2 separate regions of the Gossypium raimondii genome follow, and region 1 is linked to region 2. A link is a contact called in public Hi-C data. All regions are on one chromosome and are shown on one strand. Each heading gives the region's core, a stretch centred on a gene start, on an enhancer-like site or on the middle of the called end of the contact. The rest is flanking DNA. Distances are from core to core; before and after follow the strand shown. Region 1 holds the start of LOC105785909 (E3 ubiquitin-protein ligase UPL3). Region 2 has its middle 14 kb from the start of LOC105785904.

What was found. A called contact is a pair of places that touch in the nucleus more often than the background predicts.
Region 1: a contact with region 2 is called in a Hi-C map of leaf, with 2.8 times the contacts expected there. The contact joins the promoter of LOC105785909 here to the enhancer-like site in region 2. A contact is called at or near these places in 2 of 2 Hi-C or Micro-C datasets (both in leaf).

Annotation. Positions count from the first base shown.
Region 1 is chr1:42,988,303-42,994,405 of ASM2569854v1, forward strand. It overlaps LOC105785909 (E3 ubiquitin-protein ligase UPL3), which reads left to right and starts at 2,721. Exons shown (of 19, transcript XM_012612103.2): 1 at 2,721-3,933; 2 at 4,278-4,388; 3 at 4,493-4,609; 4 at 4,693-4,863; 5 at 4,948-5,109; 6 at 5,691-5,939; 7 at 6,064-6,103. The coding sequence starts at 3,022.
Region 2 is chr1:42,890,956-42,897,289 of ASM2569854v1, forward strand. It overlaps the pseudogene LOC105787045. Among protein-coding and RNA genes, the nearest start is that of LOC105785904, 14 kb to the left of the region's middle. Within about 2 kb of position 3,131, the one cell type or tissue checked has open chromatin away from gene starts, as enhancers often do. A contact at or near this core is called in leaf, where this site is marked.

The DNA of each region.
Region 1 (6,103 bases), core at 1,471-3,970, 97 kb after region 2:
TTTTCTAAATAGGATTTTGCTAAAGTAAAAAATATGATATTTTTTTATCAGCCTAAAAATAATCTTGTAATTTTTCATTCAACCCCTTGTCTTGTCTTTTGTTCTAATTTAGCCCGATTTTGCTTGTTTTTAAACTTCGGCATTCAAATTGTGTCACTGATAAATTTTAAGCAAGAAATCACAAGCTTAGTAGCATTTTATTAAAAAATTAACCAAAAATAGGAACATTAAACACACAAAATTACTTTGCTATCATTAAACAACATGAAAACCACTATTAGTTGCTTTCCAACATTACAATAAATCATAAGCAGAAGACATTATATGATTCACATCTATACCTTGCAGCTTCCAAATATGTAAATTTCTACTAAATCACAAATACCACAAAATAATCAGGCCTTCCTTCATCAGTCTCATTGATATCGCTCCTAAAAAATAAATAATAAACTAATAATAAGAAGAGTAGCCGTGAAAAATACATGTTGCTCTCCAAACCTCTCGAGCTTTTGGACACAATAGAAGCATATTGTCTAAATCTTCAAAACCACCATATCAGTAGCACAAGGGAGACAACAAATTCCCTTATCAGTCAATTAGGACTTAGTGGGAACAAAGTGGTGAAGGAAACACCAAATAAAATCTAATACTTTGGGAGGGTAGATCTTAAGATTCCAAATATTATGCCATGGACCATCGGCAAAGAACTTTGTGTACAAGGTAAGCACGACTTATGACTTAACACTATACCGATCATTAGTGCTATGATGCCATATAAGCAGACCCTTTTGAGAGTAAAAGTTTATTGGTATCTACAGTATCTCTCAACATCACTTGGAGAAATAATACCTTCTACAAAGTTCTTATCCCATGAATGTTCATCTGTGTTAAACAGCTCAACAACTTTCATATTCTCTAGCCTCGACAAAGGGAACGAATCAACATAAAAATTATTATCATCAATAAGCCATGGGTCTTTAAAGACTTCAATATTTCGACCATCACCTACTCGCCATCGGGTCCCTCTACCAAGTAGTTACTTTGTTGCATGAAGGCTTCGCCACACAAATGAAAGGCTATGCCCTCCATTGACCCTAGAAAGTTATCATCTAGATAATATTTAGCCTTGAAGTAACAACTACTAAAATTATCTAGATGGGAAATAAGTCGAGCTTCTTGTTTACCCAAGATCACCAAATTAAAGCAATAAAGGTCCCCAAACGCCATAACTCTAAACTTCTTAGGCACACATAACTTATCCCAAGCTGACTAGCGAATGCCTTTTAGATTGTTACCACTAGAACCCCACCAGAAAGAGTTCATCATCATCTGTAGCTCATTACACATTCTCAAAGGTAACAAAAAACACTCGTACAATAAACATGAATTGACGGAGCTACAATTTTGAGAACTACCTCTTTACCTTGTTGTGATCGTTACTTATTTTTCTAACGGACAGCTCTCTTGCTTAAGTGTTATTTTATAAAAGAAAAGACTTGCCTTTTGTTGTGCCCAATCAAAGATGGAAGACTAATATATTGCCCACAGTAAATTAGATTGTACACTCCCAAAGCCGACATAATAGAATTTTGAACTGAAAGCTTAGTGTTAGAGCTAAACATAATGCCCGACTTATGAATATTGATGATTTGTCTCGACACCATTTCATAAGAATTCAAAATATCCTTTACAATAACACATTCGAAATCCGTAACCTGAAAGAAAAGGAAATTATCATTTGAAAAGAGTAGAGGAGAAATACAAAGTGTATTTTTAGTTTTAATAAAATATGATTTAATAGTTAAAATTCAATAATAAAATAAAAATAGAAAATAGATTTTTTTTCTATAGATAAAAATTATATAAATAAAAAAGTGAAAAAAAAAGTTAAAAAGGGAATAATATATGCAATTCAAAATAAAAAAAAAGAATTTAAATGCGGATATAGAGTCAGCTTAAAAAGAAAAAAAATAAAAACAAATATCTAAAGCAACCCGATTGAGACGCTCCAAGCGGAGAAGAATTCACCGTCGTGGAAGCTATTATATTCTTTATTTTTTCTCTAAAAAATCGTATACATTTTTTTCCTTTTATTTTAAGGATAAATTACACTTAAGATCACTAAACTATTAATAAGTTTACATTTTGATCATTTAACTTCAAAAAATACAAAATAGTCACTGAATTATTTAAAAATTTTCATTTAAGTCATTAAACTATTTAAAAATTTTCATTTAAATTGCATTTTTATTTTTTTTAAAGTTTAACATTAAGCTTTGAGCGATTATTTGGTATGGTAAATCAGTACCCATTGACGAGTATAATAATATACCTTAAATCCAAATCGATCTGACGGTCAATGTCAGAAATTAGAAAAAAAACTATTTGGATTCTGGATCACAAATTTGTAATATTCAAAGCTATTTCATGAAAAAAAAACTAAATTGTAGAAGAGAAGGGGAAAAAGAGCTTTCGATTGACATAGACGATGCAACCAGAAAATGCTATACAATAGCGATTTTAACAATCCGTTGACTTAAATGAAAACTTCAAATAGTTTAATAACTATTTTATTACTTTTTAAATTTAAGTACTCAAAATATAAATTTACTAATAATTTAGTGACTTTTGTGTTGTTTACCCTTATTTTAATCCTAATATTTCTTTACGAAAAGTCATTGCAAATGCATATTATAATATGTATAAATAAAAAAAAAAAAACTAAAAAGCCTCCTCTTTATTCCTTCTTCACTTGAGGGTTTCAGGTTTCTTTGCCTTTAACCTCCACCCCACTACCTCACAAATTCACCCCCAATTTATCATCCAAACTAAGATTAAGGCCTCATTTCCCTGATTGTTGATTATAGCTTTTCACTTTTATTTTAATTGTGAATTACTTCTAATTTTATTTCTAGGGTTTTCGATCAGGTGTCGTTGAGATGCAACGAACAATTGGATCAGGAATCGTCTGATCTTTGTCGCGGTGGCTGTCTGATTACCAGGGGCGGTGGTCCCCTTTGTATGGAAACTCGCAGCCGGAAGCGGGCGGAGGCCTCCTCAGCTGCCCCTTCATCTTCCCCCTCTGGTCCTACCACTCGTTCTCACAAACGCGCTCGTCTCTCTTCTTCCTCATCCCCAGCCGCTGCAACTACCACAACGCCTCGCTCTCGCACTTCCCGCGCTGCCGCTGCTTTAATGGACTCCACCACCACCGAATCTTCCTCTGGTTCCCGCCGCGATCGCCGTCCCAGCAAAGCTAATCAGACCACGACAAGTGACAGTCCAAATCTCGCCTCCGATAGGGGCAAAGAAAAGGAACGTGATCCAAGTGCTCGCGATAGAGATAGAGATAGAGATAGGGATAGAGATAGGGATAGGGATAATAGAGACAACAATTCTAACAACCCTGAGAGAAATTTAGGGTTAATTATGGATACCTCTGGAGGCGATGACGATGATAATGATAGCGAAGGCGGTGTAGGGATTTTGCACCAGAATCTGACGTCAGCAAGCAGCGCGTTACAAGGCTTGTTGAGGAAGCTTGGTGCCGGGCTTGATGATTTGCTGCCGTCATCGGCTATGGGTTCTGCATCTTCTTCCCATCAGAGCGGGAGGTTGAAGAAGATTCTGTCTGGGTTGCGTGCTGATGGAGAGGAAGGGAAGCAAGTGGAGGCGTTGACGCAGCTCTGCGAGATGCTTTCAATTGGGACTGAGGAGTCCTTGAGCACGTTTTCTGTGGATTCATTTGTTCCCGTGCTCGTTGGATTGCTTAATCATGAGAGTAATCCTGATATTATGCTTCTTGCAGCAAGGGCGCTGACCCATTTGTGTGATGTTTTGCCTTCTTCATGTGCTGCTGTGGTGCATTATGGTGCTGTTTCGTGTTTTTGTGCCAGGTTGCTCACTATAGAGTATATGGACTTGGCTGAACAGGTTGGTTTTTATTTGGTTACTTTCAAAATAATTTATTATTAGAGTATCGCTCGCTAGTTCTTGTATTTCATTGTAAACTAGAGTGTGACAATCTCATTCTACTAGAAATTGGGTCCAGTTGCCATAGATGGAGATAAATTTGAGATGTTTGAGCATTTATCTGAAAGCTGTGTCCTATTTGCTTGTTTCTAAGTAACCATTCAAAAAAAATTCAGTTTTCTGGTTTTCTAATAATGAAGAATTTACTGCATTGTTCATAGCTGTAGACTTGAATTAGAAAGTTGAAGATTGTAGATTTGATCTAGTCGGCATTCTTATCTTTCTGTTTGAAATGCTGGAAACAGTCTCTCCAAGCTTTGAAGAAGATATCTCAGGAACACCCAACTGCCTGTTTGCGAGCTGGTGCTCTCATGGCAGTTCTTTCCTACTTGGATTTCTTCTCCACTGGGGTTCAGGTACTTAATATGGGAAAATTTTTGACTGTTAATAATTTATAAGAAGATTTCTCGCAATTTAGAATCGTATGAAGGTGTTTCTTCTGTTTAATCCCATGTTCTAGCGAGTGGCACTATCTACTGCTGCAAATATGTGCAAGAAACTCCCTTCAGATGCATCCGATTATGTCATGGAAGCTGTACCTCTATTAACAAATCTGTTGCAGTATCATGATTCAAAGGTAACTGTAACATACATTTTTGACTATTCTTTTGTTGTAAATTGTGTTTCTTCTTGATTTCCTATGCTTTGTTATGTTTATAGGTGCTGGAGCATGCTTCTGTTTGTTTGACTCGCATTGCCGATGCCTTTGCATCATCCCCGGATAAATTAGATGAGCTATGCAATCATGGACTGGTTACTCAAGCTGCATCTCTCATTTCTACAAGTAACTCTGGAGGTGGGCAGGCATCATTAAGCACACCGACATATACGGTGAATCCATGTTGCTCTTTTACTTATCTATATGCCAATGCATTTTAATGTGCAACATCTTGACAATTGAGTTTTTGAATTCAGGGCTTAATTCGACTGCTTTCAACATGTGCAAGTGGGTCTCCTTTAGGAGCTAAAACTTTACTTCTGCTTGGGATAAGTGGCATACTTAAAGATATACTATCAGGTTCTGGCATTTCTGCCAACTCATCGGTTCCGCCGGCATTAAGCAGACCAGCAGAGCAGGTAACAGTTATAATTAAAGCTGAAAACGTTTTAGTTGTCATTGCAAGTTATTTACCAATACCTGTGAATATGTGATGTGTGTAACATGCGAATCGCCATATTAAAATAAGCAGTGGTAGAGGAACGGTATAATCCTTAGACACAAAATTCCAACTCTTAGTTTTTGAATCTGTTCATGTAAACCTTGCATGTAAGTGGTTTTTTTTATTGTGGTTTAAGGTTACTCGTTTGGACTGTTTTTAATTCAAGCTGAATTGCTGGTAGCTGTTATTTGCTGTTGTTTGTATATACCTATGTACATATGATGTGTATAATTTTCCTATGTTAAATTAATACCAGCAGTGCTGGGGAAATTGTTATAACCATTAAGACGTATGGTATCAAGTCACAGTTTTAGAGTATGTTCATATAGATATCCGTGCTTTATTTCATTCATTTTGTTTGTATAGGTTACTTGTTTTGAATATATTGTTTATTTCTTGCACTTTATATTATTTACATGGACATAGTAAATTAGCAATAGCTTATGCATATTACCCCTATCTGCTTGGTGGTCCTGTAATTTTTATCTTCTTGTGTAGATTTTTGAAATTGTCAATCTGGCAAATGAACTTCTTCCTCCGTTGCCACAAGGAACAATTTCCCTCCCTGCCAGCTCTAATATGTTTGTCAAAGGATCTATTTTGATGAAGTCTCCTGCTAGCAGCTCTGACAAGCAAGAAAATTCTGATGAAAATGCTCCCAAAGTTTCAGCCCGAGAGAAATTGTTGAATGATCAACCTGAACTTCTTCAGCAGTTTGGAGTTGATCTGCTTCCTGTTCTCATACAGGTAAGTTTTCATTGTGGAGGGCAGTTCCTTGATTATCTGTTGATTTGTTGGTACATATATTCTCTTGTCTTTACCGTGATTTTCTCTTGGTTGGTATTTATGGTCCTATCATTTTATCTATCAGATCTATGGTTCCAGCGTCAATGGCCCAGTTCGCCATAAAT
Region 2 (6,334 bases), core at 1,881-4,380:
CTTGCAACACCAAATTTATAAATACCTCTTCCCCCATTTGAGAAAGGAATCGTGTAATTCACCTATCAATCCTCTTCCTAATTCTATCCTTTAATGTTTGAAAAGTAACTTTTTTCTGTCGTCCCACCATATTTGGTAAGCCTAAGTACCTCTCCCGGTCGTTTGAGTAACACACTCCCAACTACTGCGAAATCAGCTCACTATCTAATTCTTGAGTATTTGAGCTATAAAAATTGTAGATTTATTATAGTTGACACATTGTCTTAGGCACCTTAAATACTCAATCAAAATTCCCTTCAAAATTTGGGGACCTCGCTCACTTGTTTCCCCGAAAAGGATAGTCATCAGCAAAAAGTAAGTGGGAAATTTGGGGACCTTGTCTGCTTACTTTCACACCTTTTAACAACCCTTCCCCAAAGCAAAGACGCATGAGGGTGGATAAACCTTCACTACAAATTAGAAATAAAAAGGGACTTAACGGGTTTTCTTGTCTAAATCCTCTTTGAGGTTGAAAAGAAACTCCCATTTGGCAATTGATACTAACTGAGTATGGTACAGTTGATACACATCTCATAATGACCTCAACCCACCTAGAATCAAACCCCATGCATTCTATCATATTCTTAATAAATCCCCATTCAACCTGATCATATGCCTTATATCTAATTTGAGTGTCATAAAACCTTTTTTTTTTTACTCTTTTTTGTCGAAACATGTGTAATAATTCATAAGCAAGGAGTACATTATCCAAAATTAAACATCCCGGGACAAAAGCACTTTGTGCTTTATCAATGCAAACTTCCAACACCTTTTTGAGAATGGTTTGCTATTGCCTTTGCTATCAGTTTATAAATAACATTATAGAGACTAATGGGTCTAAAATTTATCATCTGTTTTGGTTACGGCACTTTTGGAATAAGAAATATATTCGTGGCATTAATTTGCTCCATCTCTTTCCCTTCGTTCAAGACTTCTAAACAAAAAGAGGTTACACATTCACCTACGATATGCCAACATTTTTGGAAAAATAATATCGGAAAACCATCAACCCCCGGCGCCTTTGTTGGCCTCATATCTTTTAAAGCCACAAAAATCTCCTTTGTCGTATACCGGGTTGTATTTAGTCTATATCACCTATCTCGTTAGTAACAAATAAATTTTGAAAATATTCTGCCGCTACTTCCCCTATTCTCGAAGCCGTCAAAACCTCATTACCGTCATCGGTTTCCAAGCTTTTTATAGTATTAATTTTCCTGCGAGATGAAGCAAACCTATGGAAGAAACTCGTATTCCTATCTACCAAATGCAATGAATTAGCCCTCGCCCTTTACTCCCAATAGACTTTATCCTTATCGATTTCCATATTCAACTGTACTTTTGTATCAATAAGTTCAGCTATGTTATCATCATCCCTCTCATTGTCCATAAGCGTCTCCAGTTTCCTTGTTAACTGACATTTTAACCCAGCCCTTTCCATCTTAACCCTTTTAGCCCAAACTTGTAAACCTTTATAAAACTCTTTCCTAGGAATGACTCCGATAACCATACTTAGACTTAAGTATCCCATACGTAAGAAAACCATACTAGACTTATAAAAGTATTCTAAAAGGATTTTTTATCTATTTATTCTATCTATTTAGTGAGGATCTTTTCTTTGTTTCTTTCATATTAGGAAAGTATTTTACTATACTTATGCAGTCTGTTCTAAGAGTAAAACACTCTCTTCCTATTATAAAAAGTTCAAAGGATTCTAAGGCGTATCTAAGGGCTAATACTTCTGCGTCTATCCCTGATACTATTCCTTTTTCTTTAAACTTTCCTGAATTATATCTACAAAGTTTTTCTGATGACTTTGAAGCATATTTATTGTCTTTCTTATAAAGGGCAGCACCCCATCCTTCTATCGAACCACCTGTTTCTATTATCAGATAATCCGAAGGGTATTTCCATATTAGGAATTTTCTTAATCTCTTCTTTTATTCTAATCATGGTTTTTATATCTTCTGGGACAAAACTTCTAAGTCCGTTTTCTTTGTTTTATTAGTTATTGGACCTATAAGTTTGGACAGGTTCTTTATAAATGGTCTTGCATAATTTAGCAGGCCCAAGATTTCTTGGATGTGTGTAAGACCTTTTAACTTCTTAGGCATATCTAGGATTTTCTGGGCTATTATTAGCTGATCCTTGCCAGGGATGTTTTAGGCGTTATCAGATGTATATAATTAATGACTGGTCTTGCTTTATTTCTTATCTGTTCATTATGATTATTGACAAAAAAAAGTCGCGCTCCTATCTCTTGATTTTGATCTTCTTATTAGGCCTAACTTTTCTAATTTGTCTATTTGTTCTTTATACCATCCAAGCTCTTGGTTAGAACATGGAATTGCTTTCATTCTAACATCTTTTGTATCATTAATGATTTCTAATTTATATTCAGGTTTCTTTTTATCCCAATGTTTTAATGGATGTTCTATTATTTCTAGTTTTTCTAACTTACTCTGCATATTTTCTAATTCTTCGTCTATTATTGGTTCTAAGTCTTTTCCTTTGACAAAGAATTCCTTAATTACTATCCTTGATATCTTCTAATATCTCCTCTATATAACACAATTCTAATTCTTCTGTTATTTCAAAAATTTCGTTATGCGAAAATTCTTTATTAATGTCTTGACACTGGTATGGTCCACCACGCTTTTCAGTCGCACTCTGATTTATTAGTTTTCTGTCTATACTATATGTTGGTATTTGATTCTGAGCAGAGATAGCCATATCTTTAAACTCTAATCCAAGGACCGCTACATAATCATGCATACTAAGGTCTCTAAGACTTATAGTATTTAATTCTCTTATCTGTTTATTCCGACATTGGTCAACTATTGCCAAACAGACCTTTTCTATATAATGATAGACTTGACTTATAGATCCATCAAGAAGAGTCGCTCTTCTTGGGCTTTTATACTTCTTTTTAAGCCTATCAGGAACGTACTTCTCATTTATTTCAGAGGTTGTGCAACCTGTGTCTATTAGACCTTTATGAACTTATCGTTGATTTTTATAGTGACTAATAAGACATTCATTTATTACTGAGGGTAGCCTACATATTGGGCCATTAGTATTTTCAGCCATTTCTGCTAGTTCTTGGTCATCATGATTGTCTGGATCTTCTAACAGGCCTTTGCCTTTATCTAGCCTAGCTACTGCAGCTCTCATTTTATCCATATGTACTTTATGTTCTTTATCCTGCTTTCCTATGTCTTCCAGATGCCTTTGTTCTATTATAGCTATTCTTGTTTCTAGAGCATCTACTCTTTGTTTTAAATATTTTAATTCTAATTTATCTAATTTCTGTTCTAAGGTTGGTTCTACCCATTCGTAGCCAAGTTTTTCTGTTAAACATCTTCTACATGCTCCTAGTCTACATTTTTTACATTTTGCACGTCGGTCTATAGAGGGAAACCATTGACAAGTAAAACATTGTCTATCATCGGATCCCGTGTTATGTTCCCAGTCATGTTGACAGGTTGTTTCGGGTATGTCTTTCATCATATGGTTTATATCAAAACCTTGAAAGTTTTGAATCATATCTATAAAATTCTTCTACTTCTTCTAAATCTTCTATGTCTAAGGCTTCATAATCTCTTCTATGTCTAAGGCTTCATAATCTATTTCTGAAACCATGGAGTATACGGTTTCTGTATCGCTCGTGTTATAAGTTATATGAATAAAATCTATATTCCTATTATTAGTGAGCTTAGCTTCTCTATTATAGGTTTTATGCTTTCTAGGAAAATAATATAGTATCATATGAAACATAAGATAGTGTCTTTATAAGTCCTATTTTGATGGTATTTTCTAACATGTTTTCGAGGGTTTAAGAAAGGCTTTCGGGCTGCATATTTTCGAGCCCAAACTTTCTTAGGTTTTTCTCTTGGTTCTTGGACTACGTATTTTGGCTTATTATAAATCTTCTTGGGTTTCTTATGGGGTTTTCTCTTGGGTTTGCATTCATAAGAATTTGACCCGTATTACTGAGCTGTATATATATTCTTACAGAAGGAATATGATCCTCCTTTTATCTACAGTTGTATTGCCATCTGATCGCATTTTCTACTCAGATGTTGCATTATAAAATAACTTAAAGTTATTACATTATAAGTATAATGTTCTTTATTAAGAGTTTTCCATATTTTATGTTCTTCTATTTCCCTACCTTGTGCTCCTGGTAGCTTATTAGCTTATGGTGAAATTCTTCATTATGAATGTTCCGACTTAATGACGCATAATGTATATAATCATTAAGGAAAAGGATTACATGAGTCCAATCCTTAAGAGTTAATTGTTCTAATTTTCTAACTGCGTCTGACTGTTGGCATATTCGGATCACTTCCTGTTGATAGGTTAGTAACAAGATTTATAAAGTCTGTGGATTATTACCCAAGGATAAGAGCTCTCTATATTCATTCTCATAAGAGGCTTTGATATTATCCCAAGCTCTCTTGGCTGTATTTCCTAAGGTTGTTTCTAAGTATTTTTACCATTTCTTCTGTAGTATGTTTAAAATTTTTTTCTAAGTAATTATTAACAGTGATTGTTTTCCATTGATGTATAACTTCTGGCCAAACCTGGGGACTATACTTAGTCAAGTTTAGCAAATTATCTTCTACATATACTTCTAATGCCATTCTAATTCCTTTATTCTTAAAGGGGTATTTAGGTTCTCTATAATCAGAGGTACTGTTTCGTATTGATATGGTATCACTGCAGGTCCTGTTCTAGGTGGGTTTAATGGTGTGTTATGAGGGTTTTTATTTGGTGTATCTACCTTCATTGGTGTTGGATTACTAGTCTGTCCTGGTATTATCTCTCTAGGAGGTGGTGCGGACACTTGATCCGTTAAGTCTTTTGGTATGTTATTGAAGAACTTATCAAAGGATTCTTCTATATCATTTCTTTATGAAGTATTTTAAACAATTCTAGATTAAGAATTCTTCTTTTTATGTATTTAATTCTTTGTTCTGCATTTAATGTTATAAAGTATTCTATTTTTCTAAATCTTTGAATTCTGGTTTATAATCTTCATATTCATTAATTCTATCTGATTGTGTCGAGGATATATCAATATTTTTATAATTATTGAATCCTACCGAAAGATTTCCAAAATTATCGCATGAAATTCTTCCTGCTTGAGGAATTAATGTCTGATTATGCGTCTGAAAAATGTCCTCTAATTTCCAGGACTAAATTCTGGAGCTTTTATAAAATTTATGGATTTAGATGCAATTGCCTCAATTACATCCGAAATCTCATCTGCATTGTGGGTAGCTTTTCCTACCATACCTAATGTTATTACTAAATTTTCTCGTTCCATATTCCCATAACCTTTAGTCATTAGGAAAAAGTCTGGTGCACAATAAAATAGTCCACGATTTTTGTTCATGTCTACTTCCATTGTTGCTATTATCTTATACAACCTAATTGGGTCCTGGTCATACCTTTGACTCCAACTACTATTTAATTCTTTCGAATTTTGTCTATTTATGAAGGGTAATGTTTCATATTCATTATCACCACATTTTAGTGGTTTTTCTTCTATTTTCTTTATTAATCTTGTTCTTGTTATAAACTTAGAATGTTTATATAATATTTAGGGTTTAAGCAACTTGTGATTATGTTGTTTAAAGTTTTCTATCTCTTAATCGATATCTATTGTTTCTGATATTTCTACTTTATCCAGTATTAAAGATTTTACTAAAAATACTTTTATTTTCATTATTATTGTTATGGCCATTAGAGCTGGATCCCTTAAGGGTGACGCTCGAACCACTGAATGGCTTAAACATCCTTAACTTCTATTATTCTTTAATTTGGGTCTATTATTAATCCTTTCTGTGGATAAATTCTACTTTCTATGGATCTTACCGCTGTTACAGCTGTATCTTTTAAATTAGATCCTATTTGGTTTATCCAATCTGTTATACAGGTTCTACTATCTTTTGCTATTAATTGTCTATCAAATTTTATTTCTGAGACTTCAGTGGATGGTAGTTTATTCTTAATAGCTAATTGCTTCTAGTTTAGCGTTAAGCCTTTCTCCGTTTATCGCTGGTGTTATTGATCCTCCCTGTTATAGCTTGCCTATCAATGATATGTTTTATCCCTTCTATTTTCTTTTCTAAGATTTCTAATTTAGTTTTTACTTTTAATTCTAATTAAGCTTTGTATTCTATAAGCTAATTCGTCTGTTTTATCACTAAGAGTGGTAAATCCTTTTACTCCTAGCAGTATTAGGGTATTAAGCTGGGCTTGCTTACTAGCAAAATTATTATCTTTTATG